Regions from separate parts of the Mus musculus genome. Here regions 1, 2, 3, 4 and 6 are each linked to region 5. Evidence: chromatin contacts called from public HiChIP or PLAC-seq data. All regions are on one chromosome and are shown on one strand. The core of a region is the stretch at or near the end of the contact, and the rest is flanking DNA. Distances in the headings are between cores, read along the strand shown.

Evidence for each region. HiChIP or PLAC-seq counts read pairs in DNA pulled down with a chosen protein or histone mark.
Region 1: an H3K4me3 HiChIP or PLAC-seq map of embryonic basal ganglia shows a contact between it and region 5, with 3 times the contacts expected there. The contact joins the enhancer-like site here to the promoter of Katnal1 in region 5. A contact is called at or near these places in 18 of 39 promoter capture datasets (the 3T3-L1 cell line, 3T3-L1-derived adipocytes, the C10 cell line and 13 more), 2 of 484 Hi-C or Micro-C datasets (CD8 T cells and bone marrow-derived macrophages), 6 of 115 datasets of contacts at active chromatin or transcription factors (SST interneurons, bone marrow-derived macrophages, craniofacial prominence and 3 more) and 1 of 9 other capture datasets (macrophages).
Region 2: a contact with region 5 is called in an H3K4me3 HiChIP or PLAC-seq map of the SCID.adh cell line, with 11 read pairs. The contact joins the enhancer-like site here to the promoter of Katnal1 in region 5. A contact is called at or near these places in 5 of 115 datasets of contacts at active chromatin or transcription factors (DN3 thymocytes, the SCID.adh cell line, double positive thymocytes and 2 more).
Region 3: a contact with region 5 is called in an H3K4me3 HiChIP or PLAC-seq map of the SCID.adh cell line, with 17 read pairs. The contact joins the promoter of Ubl3 here to the promoter of Katnal1 in region 5. A contact is called at or near these places in 3 of 484 Hi-C or Micro-C datasets (embryonic stem cells, natural killer cells and uterus), 3 of 115 datasets of contacts at active chromatin or transcription factors (the SCID.adh cell line, embryonic stem cells and memory CD8 T cells) and 2 of 9 other capture datasets (adipose tissue and liver).
Region 4: a contact with region 5 is called in an H3K4me3 HiChIP or PLAC-seq map of the SCID.adh cell line, with 15 read pairs. The contact joins the enhancer-like site here to the promoter of Katnal1 in region 5. A contact is called at or near these places in 4 of 484 Hi-C or Micro-C datasets (the Ba/F3 cell line, bone marrow-derived macrophages, nephron progenitors and 1 more), 15 of 115 datasets of contacts at active chromatin or transcription factors (the SCID.adh cell line, SST interneurons, astrocytes and 12 more) and 4 of 9 other capture datasets (adipose tissue, liver, macrophages and 1 more).
Region 6: a contact with region 5 is called in an H3K4me3 HiChIP or PLAC-seq map of craniofacial prominence, with 5 times the contacts expected there. The contact joins the promoter of Tex26 here to the promoter of Katnal1 in region 5. A contact is called at or near these places in 2 of 39 promoter capture datasets (the 3T3-L1 cell line and hippocampal neurons) and 6 of 115 datasets of contacts at active chromatin or transcription factors (the SCID.adh cell line, craniofacial prominence, embryonic basal ganglia and 3 more).

What each region holds. Positions count from the first base shown.
Region 1 is chr5:149,351,921-149,355,412 of GRCm38.p6, reverse strand. No RefSeq gene overlaps it. Among named protein-coding and RNA genes, the nearest start is that of Gm35704, 5.7 kb to the right of the region's middle. RefSeq lists an enhancer at 1,046-3,254. Within about 2 kb of position 2,057, at least 153 of the 459 cell types and tissues checked have an H3K27ac peak or open chromatin away from gene starts, as enhancers often do. A contact at or near this core is called in craniofacial prominence, embryonic basal ganglia and hematopoietic stem and progenitor cells, where this site is marked.
Region 2 is chr5:149,389,739-149,393,314 of GRCm38.p6, reverse strand. It overlaps a transcript of Medag not described here. Among named protein-coding and RNA genes, the nearest start is that of Medag, 20 kb to the left of the region's middle. Within about 2 kb of position 1,279, at least 75 of the 459 cell types and tissues checked have an H3K27ac peak or open chromatin away from gene starts, as enhancers often do. A contact at or near this core is called in DN3 thymocytes and the SCID.adh cell line, where this site is marked.
Region 3 is chr5:148,551,250-148,554,698 of GRCm38.p6, reverse strand. It overlaps Ubl3 (ubiquitin-like 3), which reads left to right and starts at 1,911. Exons shown (of 5, transcript NM_011908.2): 1 at 1,911-2,746. The coding sequence starts at 2,720.
Region 4 is chr5:149,333,247-149,336,866 of GRCm38.p6, reverse strand. No RefSeq gene overlaps it. Among named protein-coding and RNA genes, the nearest start is that of Gm35620, 12 kb to the right of the region's middle. Within about 2 kb of position 2,201, at least 50 of the 459 cell types and tissues checked have an H3K27ac peak or open chromatin away from gene starts, as enhancers often do. A contact at or near this core is called in the SCID.adh cell line and memory CD8 T cells, where this site is marked.
Region 5 is chr5:148,926,730-148,930,209 of GRCm38.p6, reverse strand. Katnal1 (katanin p60 subunit A-like 1) reads left to right here and starts at 1,563. Exons shown (of 11, transcript NM_153572.2): 1 at 1,563-1,684. It overlaps Gm36446 (a long non-coding RNA gene), which reads right to left and starts at 1,398. Exons shown (of 2, transcript XR_377236.1): 1 at 1,307-1,398; 2 at 588-1,077.
Region 6 is chr5:149,438,372-149,441,899 of GRCm38.p6, reverse strand. Tex26 (testis expressed 26) reads right to left here and starts at 2,240. Exons shown (of 7, transcript NM_029464.2): 1 at 2,113-2,240. The coding sequence starts at 2,173.

The DNA.
Region 1 (3,492 bases), core at 808-3,307, 420 kb before region 5:
CCATGAAGACACAACTGGAGGACATTTTCTATCTTGTAGTCTACTGGCTCCTAGCACGCTGAACCCACGGATATCGTGGGCAATTATATTTATACCCAAAAAATTATAGATTGTTCATACTCTGTTTATATGAGACTCAAATTAAACCAGATGTCCCGGGGTTTCACAGGCTAAGCCTGTTTACGTTATTTATGGAGGATTCGTGGTACAAATAATATTTCATCTAGAAATAGCTAAATAAGGCACAGGCAGGGGAGCTATGCTTCCAAGAATCCAGGATACTCCCTTGACCGGCCTCAGACACCTCTCTCTCTCCAGTATAAGGAAAACCTTCTGCAGATCCACAGTGGCACAAGAAAATGTCTTCCTCCCCCTTAGTCCCACAACCTACAGGAGGGGTGAGGCCCTGCAGTGCAGCTCTGTGAATGATTAGCTAACACCCACCTAAACAGTGCCCGGCCAGCAGGTCTTTATCTTAACTCTAAGATTCAGGCTGACTGGGCACAAGGAACAGGAAGAGGCAGGTGTTATCTAGAGCAGTGTTTCTCAACCTGTGGTCTCAACCCCTTGGGGTCCCATATCAGATATCCTGCATATAAGATAGTGACATTACAATTCATAGCAGCAGCAAGGTTACAGTTACAAAGTAGCAACAAAATAATTTTATGACTGCGGGTCACCCCAACATGATGAACTGTATTAAAGGACTGCAGAGTTGGGAAGACTGAGAACCACTCCTCCAGAGAGTTGCCAGTTACCATGGCAAAGGAAAAGGATATGGATAGGCAAGGCACTGGTGGTTAACGTGCACACACAGAGGGAACAGTCACCTTCCTTCCTCACAGGCCGCCTGGCTATGACCAACTAAACAATAAGATTGTGAACCACTGCAGGCCTGGGATCATGGGAGCACACACTCTAACACATCTCTCATGTTTGGTTGTACCAACAATCCAGCTTTAGACTGTCAGGGATTCCCCAGGGCCAGGGACCTCCCCAATGCTAGGGGCTCCTCAATGCCAGGAAGTTAGGGACCCTCAATGGTAGCCCTCATACCAAAGTGCCACCTTTCTAGGGATTACCTACTGTCTTAGGTGCACAAAACATCAGGACCAAGAAGTAAGTTGGGGAGGAAAGGGTTTATTCAGCTTACACTTCCACACTGCTGTTCATCCCCAAAGGAACTCAAGCAGGTCAGGAAGCAGGAGCTGATGCAGAGGCCATGGAGGGATGGCACTTACTGGCTTACTTCCCCTGGCTTTCTCAGCTTGCTCACTTATAGAACCAAGACTACCAGCCCAGGGATGGCACCACCCACCATGGGTCCTCCCACCTTGATCACTAGTTGAGAAAATGCCTTACAGCTGGATCTCATGGAGGCATTTCCTCACCTGAGGCTCCTTTCTCTGTGGTAACTCCAGCTGTGTCAAGTTGACACACAAAACCAGCCAGTACACCTACCAACAAGGACTACTCGTAAAGATTCCCCTAATATAAAGAGCTCCATGTACCAAGACTCTCTTAACATAAAAGCCCCAGTTGGAGATCCTTCCAGTGCAAAGGCCATTCTCCAAACCCCCTGTTTTTGGGCTTCTGGGGGCTACTGGTGCTGGACACTGAGACAAGCACTCTGGCTGCTTGCATATCTTTTCCATGGGGGTCCCCTCCCTCTACAGAGCTCCCTACATTTCTAAAACCGGTAGCAAAGAATAGCCTGAATCCTAAAGACCTCCCAGAGCCCACGGTTGACACAGGCCTCTAGGACAGAACACAAAAGCTGCCCAGGGACTCCGACTGGTGAGAGCCCTTGGCTTCCTGGGGGGACCCCTCTGACCCACAGCTCCCACCGGTGGAGGCTGGCATTTAGTCCTGTTGGGCTAGTATAGACTACTTGGCCCAGGACTGACCCGGAGGGTCCCTGGAACCAAAAGGCAGCTGTTGTTTAAAAATCAACACGGAGAGGAAATGAAAAACACCCGCCCAGGCCTCCCAGGGCCAAGAGACTGATGGCTGCTGGATGAGGCGGTTTCTGGAAGAGGCATGACTAATGGCCCTACTGAAAGTGCCCTGGCCAAGTGCCAGCAGCTCCCGTCAACGCCTTGTCTCTGCAGCAGTCAGGTGTGGCTGGGAGACAAAGGGGCCGTCTGTGTGCTGGCGGGTCTTGGACCCAGTGGCTTTTTGAGTCAGGCAATGGTGTCACAGGAGCCCCTGGAGGGGCTGGGGGCGGGGTTTGGATAGAAAGAGGGCCTGGAGGGGTACTGCCTGCCAAGGTTCGCTCACACCTCGCCACCAGGAGAGGCAAAGCCATCTGCCATCTAGCCACCCAGTGGAACAAAAGAGCAAGCACCCTGTCCCCTCCCGCCCCACCACACCTTTCAAGTCTCCAGTGCCTGGGACCTTCCCTGAAGCATCCTTTCAGGGAAGTCCTGCTAGCTGGGCCCTGCCACGTCTGGTGCCTGTGTCTTGTTTGGTATACGCCCTCCGACAACTGCTATAACCAACTACGAATTACAATCCACGGATAAAGAAACTGAGGTTCAGCTAAGGCTGTGAATCTGCCCCAAACCATCCCTGCTCCCATCACTAGAACTATTCCCAACAGAACCAAACTAAATACAAAGTCCCTCCACTAATGGGCGTTCCCAGCCGTAGAGGCTCGCACCAGCTGGCCCATGATAGCTGTGAATGCCGCTCAACCTTATTTACAAATGTCAAGGACCATGTTGCAATGTCAAAAGGATGGGTACCCCTGCTAGACTAGTCCAGGATCCCGGTGAGCCAGCTCTCCCCACAAAACTTAAAAGAAAACCCAATAATGAGAAAGAACGTTTTTATGCAAGTCAAAAGTAATGCAAAAAAACCCACAATCAGAGAAGACTAGAAAAAGAAAGGGCCCAGCCTTGTATTTACACAATCGGAGAGTACGCCCTCCCTCACCTCATTTCCAGTGGGGAAGGTACCATAGCTCTAGATTCATCTCCACTGCCATTCACCATCACCAAAACATTGTCACTGCCACGGGGGATGGGGAGAGACAGTCCCTGTGTCCCTCCCCAGACACTTGAGTTATAGCAAGATCTGTCCCCATGTACCTTGTCCACCCCACCAAGGTCCCCTCTGGGTGACACCTCTCTTTCTCTGTGCTACTGTCTGCCGGGACCTCTGTACATGAAGAAACATAGTTGACCTTCAACAGATTCAAGTAACTATTTTTACAGACTCTCGGCCCTGGCGTGCACAAGAACCTGACCAGGTATCAGTCTAGAGTCCCTTTGTTAATTACTTTCCACTACTGTGACAAAATACCCAAGGGAAACAAGTTGAAAAGGAAGAAAGGTTTGTTTGGGCACACACTACTGGATGTCTCAGCCCATAGTTGTGTGAAGAGGGTTGAGCAAGGGTAATTGGGATCACAGGGCTTGGGGGGTCAGGCGGACAAACACTCTTCCGAAGCCCCACCAATGGCTTGCTCTCCCCAGTGTCTCCCTCCTC
Region 2 (3,576 bases), core at 30-2,529, 460 kb before region 5:
TTACAGAGAGATGTTCTCAACTGAAGCACCTTCCTCTTAGAAGACTGTAGCTTGGGTCAAGTTGGCCTAAAAGTACCCATACAGGGCTGCATTTTAAAGTTTGGTCAAAGGTTTCTGAACTGCAGCTTAAGGTGACATGGAAGTCACTTTGTGATAAGTTACAGAGCCTTTGCCTGTCACCAACAGCCAGCCAGTCGAACAGCTCAAATAAGACAGACACAAGCAGTGACTGTCAGATTGTCTCTATGTCAAGTCCGATTTCTTTATCTTACTTCCTTTTCTCTGGCTATAAATACAATCTGCCCTCTTGGTCAGCAGCCTGAAGCTAGAGCCACAAGAGACACCAGTCAAGATCTTCAAGAGTAGATTTGTTGTATTCTCTTCCATATTATTCCACCAACATCTTCTACCCCTAACCCTGCCTGGGTTTCATTGTTTTCATTATATGTATATGAGTGTTTGCCTGCATGTATGTATGTGCACTGCATACTTGCAGTGTCCATGGAAAGCCAGAAGAGGGCGCTAGATCTCTTGGCATGGGAGTCACTGATGGTTTTGAACACCCACATAAGTGCCGGGAACCAAACCTGGCTTGTCTGCCAGAGCTGTCAGTGCTCTTAGCCACTGAGCCATCTGCCCAGCGCCCTGTATTTTCTCTTTTGACATCCCCAGGTGGATGACATCTGTTGCAGAAGAGAAAACACAGCCAAGATTAGAAAAGAGACCGCACTCAGAGCATAGTTTCCCATTAGTGGGCAATTTAAGGCTCTTAACATTCTCTTGCAGGGCCTCAGATGTCTGGGTAGAAAAATCAAATCCATAATTGTTACAAAATCTTACTTTTTTGTTATCTGATACAATTGACACGGCCCTTTCATGTCGACATTATCCAATTTAACACAATAATACAGAGTAATGCATTTGGGAAGAATAAAATGCTTAACACATGTGGGGAATTCTCTCCCGTCTTGGAAGAGTGCTCTGGGTGGTTCGCTATTGTTTAGTTAAGACAGCTCCGACGTGGCTCCTTATCTTGTGTGGACTGAAAGGCGATCAGTCATTCCTGTCAGAATGTGAGGTAAGGCAAGTGCCACTTCAAAGGGCCCACTTACCCAGTGGAAAGAGTTGAGCAGAAACAGAAAGCTGAATATAATTTCCTCCCTGCGCGGCCAATCCATATGGCCCCAAGCAAGAATTTCAGACCCATCTGTGGGGAGAGAGAGACAGGAATAAGAAAGTTAACTTTTCTCGCTGTGGTGTTTGACAGCCATTTCCTAAACAGCCTATGGAAACGACCTGGCCCTCTAAAGATAAACGGGCTGAGAGGAAGTTGCTTTCCTCCCTGTGAGGCAGGATTGCTCAGTTATGAGTCAATGTCTTTTTATCCAAAAAGAAGGTTCCAGCAACACAAGATGATTATATATGGACATTAAGCCGGGGTAGTTTCTGTGCTGCCTCCCTCCCCAAACCCCATCCCGGACACACTCTCAAGTATTTCAAGTACAAACTGTACAACTAGAAGATGCAATCAAATGATTTTACCACCCCCAACCCCCGACACACACAGAGCTGGCCAGGCAGCAACCACAGATCCAGGCTCCTCCGCAGACAGGAAAGCCGTAAAGACAACAGCAATCGAACACACAATCGAAATACAAACGAATGCCACCCACCCCACCCCCACTCTCCCCACTGCCTGGTGAGTACCCCCACCTCTCTCCCTGCATCTCCTCCTCCCAGAGTTTAGTCTAACTCCCAGGAAGGGGCCACATTCTCTTAGCTTGCCCTGCTGAGATGAACAAGCCGCAAATCCACACACAAGCATGATCTACGTGTAGCCCACCAAAGACACCCAAACATAATCCTGTGAGTCAAATAATGTCAAATATAAATTTTCTTTTAAAACCAGAGGGGATCCACAGGTGTAATCTACTTAAAGAAAGCATTGTCTGGTGTGTATTTCCAGTCCACCCCACAGCTGCTCATCCCACAATGCACCCTAAACTTGTTCAAACACCCAGTTCCCAACCTCTCTCTGCCTGTACCTCATCCTATGCAGTTTTTATTACAGAGCTGTGGCTGGACAAGGGTTAAAAGTTTCTTCACAGGGCTGGAGAGATGGCTCAGAGGTTAAGAGCACTGACTGTTCTTCCAGAGGTCCTGAGTTCAATTCCCAACAACCACATGGTGGCTCACAACCATCTGTAATGGGATCCTATGCCCTCTTCTTCTGTGTCTGAAGACAGAGACAGTGTGCTCATGTATGCATAAAATAAATAATTTTTTTAAAAGTTTCTTCATGTTTGGGGGAGAAATTAAGGCACACTGGGCTTGACCGTGGTAGAATAGGCTTCTGGGTGGAGGGTGGGGCAGTCATAAGGCATGAGGGGAAAGGATTAAAGGAACTTTGAGTTTCTTCCATTCTGGCTAGGGAATCTGGCCCTCAACTCCTGTCTCCTCTAATCCATCAACCCAGGAACAGTGACCGACCTCATCAAAGCCTGAGTGCTCACTGAGATTTCTGGGTGAGGTGGTGGCAGCACAGAGGAAAGCTTTAAAACACTTAGGGGATGTCGGGAACTGGAGAGATGGCTCAGCGGTTAAGATGGCCTGGGTTCAGATCCTAGCACCCACATGGTGGCTCATAACCATCTGTAATTCCAATCCCTGGGGACCTGGCACCTCTTCTCTTGTCCTTGGATACTAGGCAGATACCGGTACACAGATAGATGCAGACAAAACACCCACACACATTGATGTGTTTATAAAAAGATAAAGAGAGGGGGATATGTTCTATGGATGTGTGGTGAGGTATGGGGGAAGGGTGTGCCTCGGCCGGCCCATGCTGAGGCATCCCTTCCACCTGAGGGAGTAGCCACATGACAGTATAGTATAGAATAGAGTTTATTCAGAGCATAGGGAGGGGAGTTAAGAAGATAGTAGAGGTAGAGAAAGGCAGAGAGAGAGAGTAAAGATGTAGAGGCTGGCCATGAGCACATGGAGAGAGAGTAGGGAAGGGAATGGGAAGAGAATGGGAGCAAGAAGGGAAGAGGAAGAGAGAGCAAGAGAGTAAAGAGGGGGCAAGCAGCTCCTTTACAGTGGGTCAGGCCTACCTGGCTGTTGCCAGGATACTGTAGGGTGGAGTTCAGACAGAATGCTAGCACACATAAAATATAAATTTTAAACTGTTTGTTTGTTTGTTTTAAGTTTAAGGAATCCCAGGGAAAGGTCTCTCACTGCTTCTTTGTTCCCACCATGGCCCCCGAGGCTGCCAATGGAATCTGCTTTTGCCTGAGCAAAAACATGTCGATGGCAGACAGCTTCTGCCAAAGGTGAGTTTGAGCCAAGCCCAACCCAGAGTCATGCCCCCCTCAGCATCCTAGAAAGCCTGGACGGGATGGAGAGCAGCATTTCTGAAACCTATTTCATCCTCGGGGGTAGAACTGAAAACTCAGGGCAAAACTGAACCTTGCTGTTTTTCAGCCGAAGCTGCCACAGGGACAGATGTGTACACTTGAGAATGTGCCTCCAGCGAGCATTTGCTCTGCCCAGTAACCTTTGGTGGGATGTCTTAGC
Region 3 (3,449 bases), core at 662-3,161, 380 kb after region 5:
CCTTCATGCCTGAATTATGTCAGGAGAGGGTTCCAACGAGTTTTGTGGATAATAACATCTCAGCCTGTCTTATTTGAGTAGTTAGAAATGCAACCAGGTGCAGCAAGCTTACTTTTAAAAGGCGCGGCCTTATACAGAAGGGGCAGTGGCAGACAGCATCCCGTAGAAGACATGCTGTGTGATTTTGGGCTCAAAGTAGGGGTCATTACATCCCTGGCAATGGGGCTGGCGGACAGCTTTCCTTCGTTCTGCCAACTTCTGCTTCTTGCCTTTCAACAGCACTTAGGTCTGTCAGAGCCATGGTGGGTGGTGGGGAGGGGGAAGGAGGCTGAGGAGAGTAGGCGTGGCATGGGAAAGGGGGCTGAGAGTAGGTGTGGCATGGGGAATTAACGTGGTAAACATCTTTAAATGGTAATGCAGTACTCCTTCAGAATCTGTTGGTGGACTGAAAAGCTTCAGTTGTTTGGATTTCCAGAAGGGTTCATGGTGGGGAAGGGTTCTGTGCTTATTAAACACACACGGAGAGAAACTACATTAAGAGTAGAAAACCATGGAACCCACAGATGCTGAAATAGGGAAGCCACATTGGGGTGAGCCTGGGCCTCTGTTTTCCTCTACGTTTGGATTCTTAGGGAGTTGGGTCTGTGATGTAGGCTCCTAGGAGTGTATGGAATGCCTTCAGCCAGGCCGCCACTCAAGAGACAAGTAGGTCCTCTGAAGTGTCCCGTGAGTTCCCGTCCGATGAGGGAACACGTGACTGGGGAGATGGTTCTGGGGAATGACGCAGGCTCCTAGACAACAGGGACTGCATAGCTCACGTCTGAACTCTCAGTGGCCGCAGAGCCTGTGGTGCACCTGTGCGTCGAGAGAGAAAGAGGATGAGTAGCCACCGTTCACGTCAGAAGATGTGCTGTTATTTACAAAACGATGTATGTGCCATGCATGAAATCATCCTTAACAGCACCCAGACTTTAGCCCTGGAAGGTAGGCAAGGCTGCCTTTAGGTGAGGTCACAACTGTAGGTGGGTGTAATAGTATCGTGTGGAGACTGCCCTTCCGAAAGGTCTGAGATATGAATAAGGCTCAACTGAATACTTGTGGTTTCTGTATTCTGATCCTAGATCCGTGGTAGACATTATTTTTTCACCTAAATATTCTAGCATCGGCATTATATTATGCTGTTTTAAATTCACAATACAATTACGTCACCGGGTCAAACAGGGGCTAGGCTGGGAAGTGGTGAATCTACATGTAGTCTCCACTACCACTATATAGTTTCTGGTCATTTCAATTAAGCGGATTGCAGCTTTATGGCCCTAGGACTTCAGGAAACGTGTGTTCAGACATTGCCTCTGCTTCACAAGAGTCTTGTTTCTGTTGAACTTCCACGGCCTTATTGGAAATCAATGATTGTTTCTGATCTTCAAACTGTCATGTTGAGGAGACCTAAAGATTAACTCACTCAATAAAATGGTTTGAGATTGCAGGATGTGGAGAACTTGCAATGATTAAAACACATGCTTCTGCACCACGGTGTGTCCTATTTTAACTGTGTCTACACAGTGCGCGAGGGAATTTCTCCGTGCAAGTTGTTTTCCTCCAACAATCCGCGTGATCATGGCATTTCTGGACACAGGTAGGGACTGACTCCAGAGCAAGAGCCTCTAAACTGAACCGAGACAAGGGCGCTATCCTTTCCTAGCAACTGTTGCTATGCGGGGGCGTGGCATCGATGCGGGCAAGGACGCCCCGGAGGCCCCTTCCCCTCACCTGCACAAACTACATTTCCCATGATGCTCCGAGAGGGCTCCGTTGTGACGAACGGAACAAGCGCAGACGGGGGCGGGGGAGGTGGGGGGCGCTATTCCCAAGTCGGCTCTCGGGCACCAGCAGGGGCCACCGCCGCCATGTTGGGCTGAGGCGATGACAGGAGGCGGCCGGGGCGTGTGGGATTGAGAAGTGGAGGAGGAGGCGGAGAGTCAGGGCTCTGAGGGGGAGCTGTTCCCAAGCTAAGGGAGGAGCCCCCGGAAGACGCTGCGGAAGGCAGGCAGCGAGGCGGAGGCGGCCGGAGCCCAGACGCGATGCGGCCCGACCGGCGCGGCTGCGCTGAGGCGCCCGCGGCCTGAGCCCCCCCGGCGCTGCGCTCGGTTCGGCTCGGCCCAGTTCGGCTCGGCTCGGCTCGGCGGCTGGCGAGGTCGATGCCCTTGAGCGCGGCTGCGCGCAGCCCGGCTGTGCGGCCCCGCGGCGCGCGCTGAGCTTCTCGGCGGCCCCGGCCGCTTTCAGCTCGGCGCTCGATGTGTAGCCACATAGTTATCTGTACACTTCGTCGCCGGGGCTTTAATGAGGACCTGAGTCGCGAGCGCGTGTGAATCACCGCCTGGGCCGGGGAAAGAGGACGGCGCATTTAACCCCCTCCCACCCCGCTCCATGTCCGTGTGTCACTCGGCTCTGTCCACCTGGCGCGGCGGGTCCTGGAGCTGCTACTGCTGCTGACGATCGGCTCCCCTCGCGCCTCTCGCCCCAGAAGCTCTTGTGCTCCCACGTAACTTCTACTTTTTTTTTTAATTTTTATTTTTTTTTTCATTTTTGGGAAAAGCTCAGCACAAACCGATCAGAATTGTGAAGGTTCTTTTTTATTTTTTCCGTAGTTCCAGCACTTCTGCTCTTGCTTTTTGTTTTGTTTTCTGCGTAAACCTCTGGCCCACTCTCAAAAGGCAAGATGTCCAGTCATGTCCCGGCGGATATGGTAAGTGAACGATAAGTTCCGACGTTCGGATTGTAGTGTGGTTTCCAATCTTATTTAATCGGAAGACGACGCTGGCGTCGGGGCGAAGGTTTCTGGGGCCCGGCGGGGGTGAGAAATGGGGGGCACTTCTGGAAAAGCCAATCTACTTGGCTTTGGAGAAGTTGGCTCTTCTGCCCCCCTCCCCCCTTTTCTTTTAGGAAGCACTGGTTTTTGGTGTGGTTTTGCAGCTTTTTCTTTCTTTTTTTCTTCTTCTTTTTTTTAAAACCACTGGGAGTCACTGGTTCGGTTGTGTTTCCTAAGTCGCCGGAGGCAGGGAAATGCAGTGGAAGCGGAGGAAATTCCTTCCCGATTGCTAGAAGGCTTTCAAGGCTTGGATTTAAACGCTTCGGGAAAACGTCAAGGGCTGTGTGGACACGGCCGGGGACGGGCGGCGAGCTGGATACCTAGGGTAGGAAGAGGCTGTCTGGCTCAGTGACAGACAAGATCGTTCAGACGTAGGTGCACACTTGATACATTTCAGGGGCAGCGGCGCACCTCTTTGGAAAAAGTCTTGCTGTGAGCCCTTCGAAACGTCTAGCTGAACGAACAGCTATGACAACCGGAGCTATTTAAATGTTTTTCAATTCTAGGTTTATGGCGTAAAGCGTCCTTTTTAAAATATAGATATTCCAAGGTTTCTTGGTACCAAGTAATTAACAGTTTT
Region 4 (3,620 bases), core at 952-3,451, 410 kb before region 5:
TGGTTCCCGCTGCTAACTATGTCACATTGAGATCTCCTGGGGAGACTCTAAGATGGCAGGAGAGGCACGTGGCTGAGTAACTTCCCTGGAGGACAGAGGAGAAGCTAGCCACCCAATCCAGGATCTCAGAAGCACACACACCACCCATCAAAGGTCCCTGTGATGAGCAGACATCCTGAGCCCTGAGGCCTCTCCCTCCTCTGAGGATAGCCGAGTCCTATCTGGCTACTTATACTGGATAACTACTATGGGTACTTCCTAGATTGAACCCTGAGACTTCCTCAGACTGAGGAACCACATCTAGCTCAATGTCTTGTTACTGGGCATCGTGTACTTCCCGAAATGGGAATCCTGTGCCCAAAGCAAGGCCTGGGCAGCCACCACCCACCTCCGCAGATCAGTCCTCCCACTCCCTGCTCAGAAAAGGTGCCCTTATCCATGTTAGCGGGTCCTCTACTTGATAGGGAAAAGATCATGACAGGAGCCTGCAGAGCAGAAGTGGACTGTAGGCAAAGCAGCATCAAGGGGATCGAGGCCAGAAGAGGCAACGCAGGGACTATGAGATCATGAGGACACCACATGGCAGTTTGTAACCTACCAATTACCTGAGTTTCTTGCCTAAATGTGCCTCATTCACATAGACCCTAAAAACCATCCTCACAGAACGATTAGTCGGGCTGGACACAGAGAACAGAGATGCCCCAGCTCCCTAATTAACCTTTTTGCTCCAGTACTGGACATGCCCTCAGGTCATTAGAGCGGCAAGAGAGCCGCATGTGGGTATTCTGGGAGTGGCCACTAGATGGCGCATCCGCCCTGCCAACCCCGGAGCACTGTGTGATGGAGCCTTACCCTTTAATGAGCAAGCTGCTCCCTAAGGACCTCAAGGCAGGGAAAGCCGCAGCCTCCCACCAAATGTTTCAGGTTTGCTTATCCTCAAGCGTGAGAACATTTCCCCAGCACCACCTGGCAAAGTAAGAGCCAGCCGGATACAGAGGGACTTTGGCACACAGATAAACCACCCACCCTGCTGCCCTCCCGGCTATATGTGGATCTTGCTATGGGTCTCAAGTTTACGTAGATCAGAGATGCTGGAGGTTTAAGCAGGAGTGGTGTGAAGGGCTAGGGCGATGCTCGGCGGTAGTGAGTATCCCGCCTGGTCCTGGGTGTGCTGCCCCCAGAACCGACAAGAAGAAAGGAGATGCCATCGCTATGCCGCTACTCAGCACATGGCCAGCCAAACTCCTCCGGTGGTGGCTTCGTTTCTCAGTCTCACATGGAGGCTCACACTTGTCAAAATGTGAGTTATGTGAACAGAATAAAAAGGGAGAGAGACAGCTCTTCTTTTCTTGGTCCATAAAGCAGATTCTGAAAGGTTTGCACCTCCTCCATAGGACCCAAGTTCAATTCCCATCACCGGCATGTTAGCTCAAAACCATCTGTAACTACAGTCCCAGGAGATCTAGTGCCTTCTTCTGGCCTCTGTGGACACTGCACGTAGGCGGTGCAGACACCATACACCACATCCGCAGGCCAAACATCCACACGCATAAAATAAGACAATAAAGTAAAAATAGAACCATGTGCCTTATACAGGGTGTTCGGGAACAGACTGAGCTGGGCCCACGGTTGTATCTCAGAGCTACGGGAGGCCGCAGCAGATGCAGGATGCTATTAGGATTGTGGCTTTCCTACGTTACACAGATGGTGGAGGGGGCCTGCAGGAGAGAGGCCTGTTTCCTGGCCTCCAAAAATACTGCTCTCCTGAGCAACCGATCTCCCTTTATATCACTTGCTCATCCGTTTCCCTTGTTCCGATAGCTCCCAGGGCTGGTGGCCCACTGGAAGGACATGTCTGAGTCCACACGTGGATCTTCCATTACCGGTACCCCCTCCCGGCTCCTGCTGTGAAACACAGGCCCTTCCTTTTTACTGTACTTTCAACTTCTGTTGTGCGTCCCTTTAATAAGCTACCTCAAGTCCTTTCCAGAACAGAACAGAACATACACAAAGCAAAAGAGGCTCTGGAGACCTTTTCTCTGTGTCCTTAGGTTACCTCCCCAGGAAAAAAATTTCTAAATTTTCTGCCAGACTTCCCAAGCGGTGACATTTTCTATAACGCCTCTCCTAAGAGTTGCCGCTCATTTGGGCGGCTCCGAGTGGTGAGGTCTTCTACACAGTTTGAATTTTGCGTGTGATACACAGAGCCCTCATTTCCTGATTTTCAAAAGGCAGGATGTGTCTTCTAATTTCCCTCGGAGGATTTAGGTAGCTGGCTGGGGAGAAGAGATTCACACGTTTAAATTTGGTGCATCGGGAGGTTTAAGTAGCCGTGTGACAGTTTGGATCTTAATTGACTCACAAAAACTCTTATGTAAAAGGCATGGCTGCTAGGCTTGGGTCTGTCTGTGGAGAGATGCTGATCTACTGAGTCTGGTGGGAGGAAGTGAGGTCACCGGAGGTGTGTCCTAGAGCAGAAGACTGAGGCTGCAGCCACTCCCAACCCTCTCTTCTTTCCTTCCTGGCTACAGTAGGCAGCCTTCTCTCTCTCTCTCTCTCTCTCTCTCTCTCTCTCTCTCTCTCTCTCTCTCTCTCTCTCTCTCTCTGGAGCTAAGAGTTCTACATCTTGAGCCAAAGGCGGTCAGATCCCATACTGGGCAGAGCCTGAGTAAAGGAGACCTCAAAGCCCGCCTACACAGTGATGTACCTCCTCCAACAAGGCCACACCTCTTCCAATAAGGCCACACCTCCTAATAGGGCCACTCCCCATGGCCAAGTGTCCAAACACATGACTATAGGGGTCAAACCTATTCAAACCACCACACTCATGTATCCCTGCCCCACTCCCTGTGTTTTTTCAAATATTAAGCTGTTGCTTCAAACACTAAGATAGACCTAAATTCCTGCAGACTTCCTAAATGGGCTAGAGAGAGATGGCTTAGCAGTTAAAAGCACTGGGTGCTCTTTGCAGAGGACCAGGGTTCAGTTCCTGGTACCCACATGGCCGTTCAATCATCCATAACACCAGTTCCAGAGGCCACTTTTGAACTCTGAGAGCTTCAGGCATGCACGTGGTACTGAAGAGGTCAGCTCAGAAACTTTGGAAAATTCCACCTGCCCCCTCTCCTCCTGGAAGAGAACCCCTTCAGAAGGGGACAAGATGTGCACAGTCGATACTTCTCCTTCAGGTGTAGAACGACCCCAACACTTTGGAAAAATAAATTCCTCTTGCTTTTTGCATCGATTCCCGGTGGTTTCATGTTGTTCACTCAGGGAGTCCCTGGTAAGCTAAGGCTCGCCAGAGTCTTACACTACCTATAAATACGCACTCAAGAGCAAAAAAAAAGAGGAAGAAAATCTTTCAACTCCTGAATTCCAAAGATTCGGCCTCAAAATCCAGACATGGCCTTTTGCCAGTACTGTTTGTTGAATGACTACATGAGTTAGTTGAGCCAACACAAATGCTGGGAAGGATGAATAGAGCCATTGAGTCAGCCAGTGTCTGTTCCAAAGCTATGTCCCCAAGCAGAAGTGACCAACTATCAAAGAGACGAGGATTTGTAGAATGGAAGCTGGAGTCTTCCCAGGGAACAAAGGATTGGGTAAGTACTGGCTGATCT
Region 5 (3,480 bases), core at 314-2,813:
AAGGCATCACACTACTTTTGAAGTATATTTACACACAACAAAATGTACAAATCATAACTGTTCTATTCCATGAGTTCTGACAGCTACAGACACTTCCCTGACCTAAACCTTTAGCGAAATATAGCACTTTTTTTTTTTTTCCCCTGAGACAGGGTTTCTCTGTGTAGCCCTGGCTGTCCTGGAACTCACTCTGTAGACCAGGCTGGCCTCGAACTCAGAAATCCGCCTGCCTCTGCCTCCCAAGTGCTGGGATGAAAGGTGTGAGCCACCCCTGTCCGGCGATATAGCACTTTTTAATCGGTACAGGACAATTTCCCCATCGGCCAATCCACCTTCAACTGCTAGTCAAATATTTTGACCTTTTTTTTTTTTTTTTTTTTTTTTTTTTTTTGGTTTTTCGAGACAGGGTTTCTCTGTATAGCCCTGGCTGTCCTGGAACTCACTTTGTAGACCAGGCTGGCCTCGAACTCAGAGATCCACCTGCCTCTGCCTCCCGAGTGCTGGGATTAAAGGCATGCGCCACCACGCCCGGCTTATATTTTGACTTTTATCACGATTGGATTAACTAGTATCTGAAAGCTACCGTGTGAGGTGCCAGACTTTTATTCTGTTTTATCATAAAAGTTTCTCTCAGGAACAGAGATAGTTCCATTTTGCAGACTAAAACGTTCAGAGCAGGTAGGTAAGGTGCCTCGGGTCATCGGCTACCAACCAGTTAGCCAAGGAGCTGTGTTAGAAGGCCAGGTTGTTAATCCAGGCCCATAGTACACTGAAGAGTGCACAAACCTCTGCATAAGACCCATTATAGCTTCGAATTCAATAGGTGGGGAGCAGTGCCATTTACGAGTTCCAGAGTCCAGAATCCTCCTGTAGGCTGTGTGCACACGCTATCTAAGCAATGGCTCGTTCTCACTCCACTCCCTGGAGGATGGCGGGAGGGGGCTGCGAGCAGCCTCCAATCCACAGAGCTGGCTCAGCAAGGTCGCCTCCTTAGAAGCCGCTCTCTGTCGCTGCACACGTCCCGCCCCGATGCCGGCCGGTGCAGCACGCCCCACCTAGGGTCTCGGGTTCCTCATCCTGTGGGGTGAGGGCTCCGTGTTCGCCACACTCGCCTCTGAGCATCCTTCCCTACTGCCCCCTTTCCCAACGCTGACTCAGCCCCACGCCCTCTCCGCAGCACTGCCGCAGCTGCCATGGCAACCGTGAGCCACCGCCTCTTCGCGCCGGCCGCGAACTAACGGACTCCGGGCGGGCGGCGGCTAACGGCGCCCCGCCTCGCCCCTCCCCGTTCCTTGACAGCCCTGACCTGCAGGATCTAAGTGGTGAGCCCGAGGGGCCGGGCTTGACAGGGAGAGCCGGGTTGCGGAGCCCAGGCGGGCAGCCCCAGTCCGCAAGACCTCGGCCGCCGGCAACAGGCCGCTCCCCCGGAGGAGAAGCGGGAGAGCCACGCAGAATGTAGCACCAGTCGCAGGGTATCATGGGTCTTGTAGTTCGGTGGCTCATCAGGCTCGCCGCCTTGGCTGGGTGATTCGGGCCGAGAACTACAAAGCCCAGCGGTCCGGAGCGCGGCGACAGACTGATAAATTGGGAGCTACTCAGATGGTGTTAAAGTGACTCTTTGTCTGCAGGGGGCTCCGGGGTGGTCGCTGGATTGGGCGCTGTGCGTCGGGCGGGGGTAGCGCAGGTGAGCCTCATTGCTGCGCTCCAGCCCCGCAGCCTCTGCACTCGCGGCCCCGCTCCATCGCCACCGCGCGGGGCCTGGGCCTCCTAGGGTGCTGCCTCTTGGTGCAGAACCGTATGTATGGCGCAAGGTCGATGCGAGACCCGACAAAGCCTTCACTAAAAGGCCTTTGCCTTTCCCTGTGAATCTCTAGGTATTTCTGCTTATTTTTCAAGTACCTCAGAGCTTTTGGCATATAAAATCCATTCATTAGCGTGTGTTCAGAGGACAGTAATATTTAAAAGGACAAGTGTGAAAGCTGATGAAGGATATTACTGTTATTTGGTGATGTCTGAATACATATACATATATATATGTTGCATGTTAGCTATTGAGGTTGAATGTCATGGAGTAATTAATGCCCCCTTCCGGCTCCACTCTTCACTTACTACCTAAATGTTGCCCACACATATTTTGGTTCTTTGAAGACTAGTTAAACTTTCAATGGCTAGTTAATTTTTGCCTTTTTCTGGAGAGTGTCTTTAGCATTTGTTTCTTTTTTCCCCAAGCACTTCCTAGAACGCACACACGAAGCTGATGGGTCTGGAGTATTTTGGGGAGGTCATAAATAACGAACTTGGTTTTATTGACTGATGAGATTTCTTAGTGGGTTTTGATGTGCTGCGATCTCACACACTTGTCTATTTCATTAAGCTTTGTTTGGTCTTTCACTCCCTTGGAAGTTTCTGTTGCTAGCTCTCCTTCATTTCTGACTTTCTCCTCTAGCCAACTTTACTAGAAATGTATTTTATTGAACTTTCTGAACAATCTCCTTTTGACTACACTGAAGTGTTCTGTATTCTGTTTCTATTTTTTAAAAATACCTGATTGATTTATGCACATTTTTCTTTGTTTTAGAGACCAGGCTTCACTGTGTAGTTTTGGCTAGCTAGAACTCACTGTGTAAACCAGGCTGTCCTGGAGCTCACCTGTCTGTCTCAGGATGCTGATATTAAGCATGGCTCAGGATGATTTCCTCTTTTTATTATGTGTAGTGAGAATTTTGGTGTTTTTTTTAAACATGGAATTTACATAGAAATATAAAAATTGTTTTTGTTTTAATCCCAGGTTTGGGATATTGGGCTGCTTCAGATTGTCCACAGCGGTTGACTGCGATTTGCCTCATGCTGTACAAGGGATGTGATTTTTGCCAACAGCCAGATAGTTTCCGTGACTGTGTGATGTTTGGAATTCTGGGGACTTTTCAGAGGGCATATAAATGCTAAGACTCCAAGAGGTGGGGTTGGTTCTTGATCACCACTTGTTAAGTAATTGTTCCTACGTAAAGAAGAAACAACAACAAGAAATTAGATATCCTGATGGCAAAGATGGAACTTGCCCCAAGAAACTTGACACCCCTAATCAGTAGGAAGTAGTCCTGGTGAGGCCCTTCGACCCCAGCCACTGGCTTGCTTACTCTGTACCACACGTATGAGGTTTGGTAGCCTGAAGCCAGCAGACTGTACGAGCATACCTTGCTTCTCAACTATAGTTCTCTGTACCTCTAGATGGTTTTATAATTTCAGGAATGTCTTTATATTTCATAAAGAAAACTCCCAGAGATGGAAGAGCTGACCAATCACGCAGACCCAAACTCAACCATCCACTTTTCGTGCTTCTCCAGGTCTGCTGCTGAGACAGACTTGGCGATTTTCTTAAGAGCCAACTCCAAGTCCCCTCAGGTGACAGGCATCTGTCCTTGGAGTTCCTCCTTGGACAGGGCCTGGATCTCTTCTGGTCTTAATCCATTGATGTGATGT
Region 6 (3,528 bases), core at 991-3,490, 510 kb before region 5:
AACTGAGATGTGAAGTCAAGAGTCTGAGGCACAGCAAACGACCCACTGTGAGTGAAGAAAACAGTCTGGCTGCCAAGGCTGCTACCTCATAAAGCCTTACCCTGGTAACCATGGTGACTTATCCCTGGTGTTCATGGTCCTGTAAATAATCAGGATGTAGTGACATAAGCCTTGAATCCCAGCACTCGAGCAGGAGAGGCAGCCTTGTCTCTATGAGTTTGAGATCGGGTTGATCTACATAGAGAGTTTCAGGCTAGCCACGGCTACACAGTGAGACCCGGTCCAAAAAAAAAAAAAAAAGTTACTGTCTGCACTTAGAACCTAGAGCTGGCTAGTGAGCACATAACTTAATGGTTTTGTGTGTGTGTGTTTTGTTTTTTTTTTTTGTTTGTTTGTTTGTTTGTTTTTCGAGACAGGGTTTCTCTGTATAGCCCTGGCTGTCCTGGAACTCATTTTGTAGACCAGGCTGGCCTTGAATTCAGAAATCCACCTGCCTCTGTCTCCCGAGTGCTGGTACTAAAGGCATGAGCCACCGCGCCCGGCTATAACTTAATGTTTTAAGCCAGGACTCTGTGCTTTTGTATAGCAGCTGTGACAAGAGGACAATAGCCCAGGATTGCTCACTTATGCTCAGGAGTGACTCAACAGCAGGCATCAGCTGTCTCTTCTTTGGGGACAAAGATTAGAGATGACATATCTCACACTCTTCTTGGGAGGGTGACTTTAGCAGCAATGGAAGATGGGATTGTGGCTGTGACAGACCCAAGGCTGAAGGGGCAGATGACCCAGCAGGTGAGGGCTGAACAAAAGAGATCTGTAACCAATCAAGGGCTCCTTCTCTAACAGCCTGGGCCCTCTTCATTGTACTCTCAACTTCTGGAAGGTTCCAAGGAGGACAGGAAGGTGATTTTTGTCCACACTGAGGCACAGGGGCCTCTGGGCCATGCATGGAAACTGCCTGATCAAGAGCGGGATAGTTCAGTCTGAACATTTGGCATTGGGTACTGAGTGTAGACAGTAGAGTCCCTGGCAGTTTGTGCAGCACCGGAAGTCCTGGGGTACGTGATCAATTCCGTAAGAGGAGGAATCCTAACTCTTATCTGTTCCAGACAAGGAAGGAGACTACTGGCCTAGGAAAATACCTGACAGACAGAGTGTTTAGAAAAAGGGAAATGGAAATTAAGGAGTGCCCTTGGGGATCCTGGGAGCTTTTCCCTCCTCCATCTCCTGACCTCGCCGTCCTATAGAATCTGAAAACATTTAACATTTTTTTTAACTGAATACGCTCCTTCCCGCCCTCCCCCCTCACACACACACTCCAGCTTTCCACTCTTCGTTTACAGAGAACTAGATTGGAATGTAAACACCCACTTCATTGTTCTCTTAGGAGCATCATTCTAAAGAATCCTCACAGCCCCTTAGCCAGCTCGGCTAGACGGCTGCAGCCGGCCATTATTGCTCCGAAGGGATGGATACGCTGACTGTGCACTCAGTAATAATGCTACTCGAGTCGCAACTAACAGCCAGGGGAGGTGATGTCTCTTCACCAACGCAAAACGCTGAGCTGGTAAACCCGCTGCCGCCGCCGCAAGCAGAACCACAGAGCAAGGCTCTCCATCTGTCACCTGGCAGAGCGCCTTTGAAAAGGGCTCAGCTCCCAGCCCAGTCTGCAGACAGAGCAGCCCTGGCCGGCTGATCCCGCCCCTCCCCTCCCTCCCGCCCCACTGAATTTGCTGTTTGCGACTTAAAGAACCAGCCAGACTCCTTCTCTCCCTCCATTACGTCCCCAGTTCTGTTCATTTGTCTTCGGCTCTGTTGTCCTTGGAAGGACACTAGCTGTGGCTTTATCATGTCTCCTCAGGGGTTTCCTTAAGTATTTAAAGGGACACCCCAGAGTTTTAGAGAGGGGAGTATAAAGGGCTGGACAGGAGTGTGATTTTGGACAGCTGATCTTTCTCCCTGACTCACTTGCGCCTCCCTGCCATCTCTAAAAGCGAGGCAAACCTCTCACGATTGATGCCCTTGGGGAAAAAAAAACTGCCTTATTTAAAACAACTCCACCGCACACACAGCACACCACGCCCCGCAGACCCGCAGCGTGGGCAGTCTTACTTGACTGGAGCTTGGGGTCACATTGAGCAGGGCACGAAACCTTGTTCCTATACCGGGCCATCTTGTCCCAAAAGGTCGCCTTCCCGCCCTGACAAGGCAGTAGTACTCCGCTCTGCGCCCCACCCTCTGCGCGTGCCTTTGTGAAGCGTCGCTATGGAGACGCCTCAGTCTCCGCCCCTGGACCCAGAGGGTGAGCGCATCACGCTGATTCCTGACTTTCATGGAGTGCCCTAATCCAATAGTTCTCAACCTATGGACTACGACTCCTTGGGGGTGGGGGGTGTCGAACGAACTTTTCACAGGGGTCACCTAAGACCATCAGGAAACACAGATGTTACCATTATACATTACAATTCATAACCGTAGCAACATTACAGTTATGAAGTAGCCACCAAACAATTTGTAGTTGGGGGGGGGGTCACCACCACATGAGGAACTATATTAAAGGGTCGCAGCATTAGGAAGGTGGAGAGACACTGCTCTGGTCCTTGCAATACTATGCCATTGTTTTATGTATTGGCAAATACGAGCAAACTGGAAAAGGCTGGAAAAAAAAAGTTTATTTTAGCCTGGTATACTGGTGCTCACCGGTGATCCGAGAACTCAGGAGGCTAAGGCAGGAGCCCAACCCTGGAAAGAGATGCCTTGTCTCAAAATATTAAATACCCCGAATATTAAAAACCCAGAAGCAGACAGACAGACGCCCAACCGCAAATTTGTGTCCATTCATAATTTTCAATGTAAGCAAAATTGGGCAAGGTTGGCATGGAAATCTGTAGGACACAGCGACTACACTCAAGGATGAGAAAGATGTGGTATAAGGGAAAGGTAAAAGTTTCGGCATCAGGTCTGTGTGAGGTCAACCCAGAGCATCCTAAGCTAGTGTCTAGTTACTTCAGGGAAACATTGGGCACAGGCTAATTACGGAGAGTCCAGAGGGATAATGGATGCAGCAGGGTCATCCTCCACTACATAGTTTGTCCAGGGGCAGCCTGGGTTACACCAGACCTTATTTTTAATAAATACAAAAAATCCCAAACTATATTCCTAGTACCAATCATAGGATGCCACTTTGTTACTGTACACTGGCCGGCTGATCCTACCCACTTATACATGTTAGAGTGTGGCTTTTAATTTTTTTCCACTTGTGATCACACTGTGCCTGAGAAATTTTTATGCCAGCTAGAGTATATAAGGTATATAAGACAAATACACAGGTCACATGTTTATTGATAATGAACCATGAGGAGCTTTATTTTAAAAAGCAATTCATTGCTGTGCATACAATTTTACCATCTATGAAAGATATGAAGCAAATTTGCATATTAATGAGACGTCATATTATTGAGGTTGCATATTAATGAGATGACCTGTTTATCTTACATAAATAATTAAATCTCGGCTGAATAGGAGATG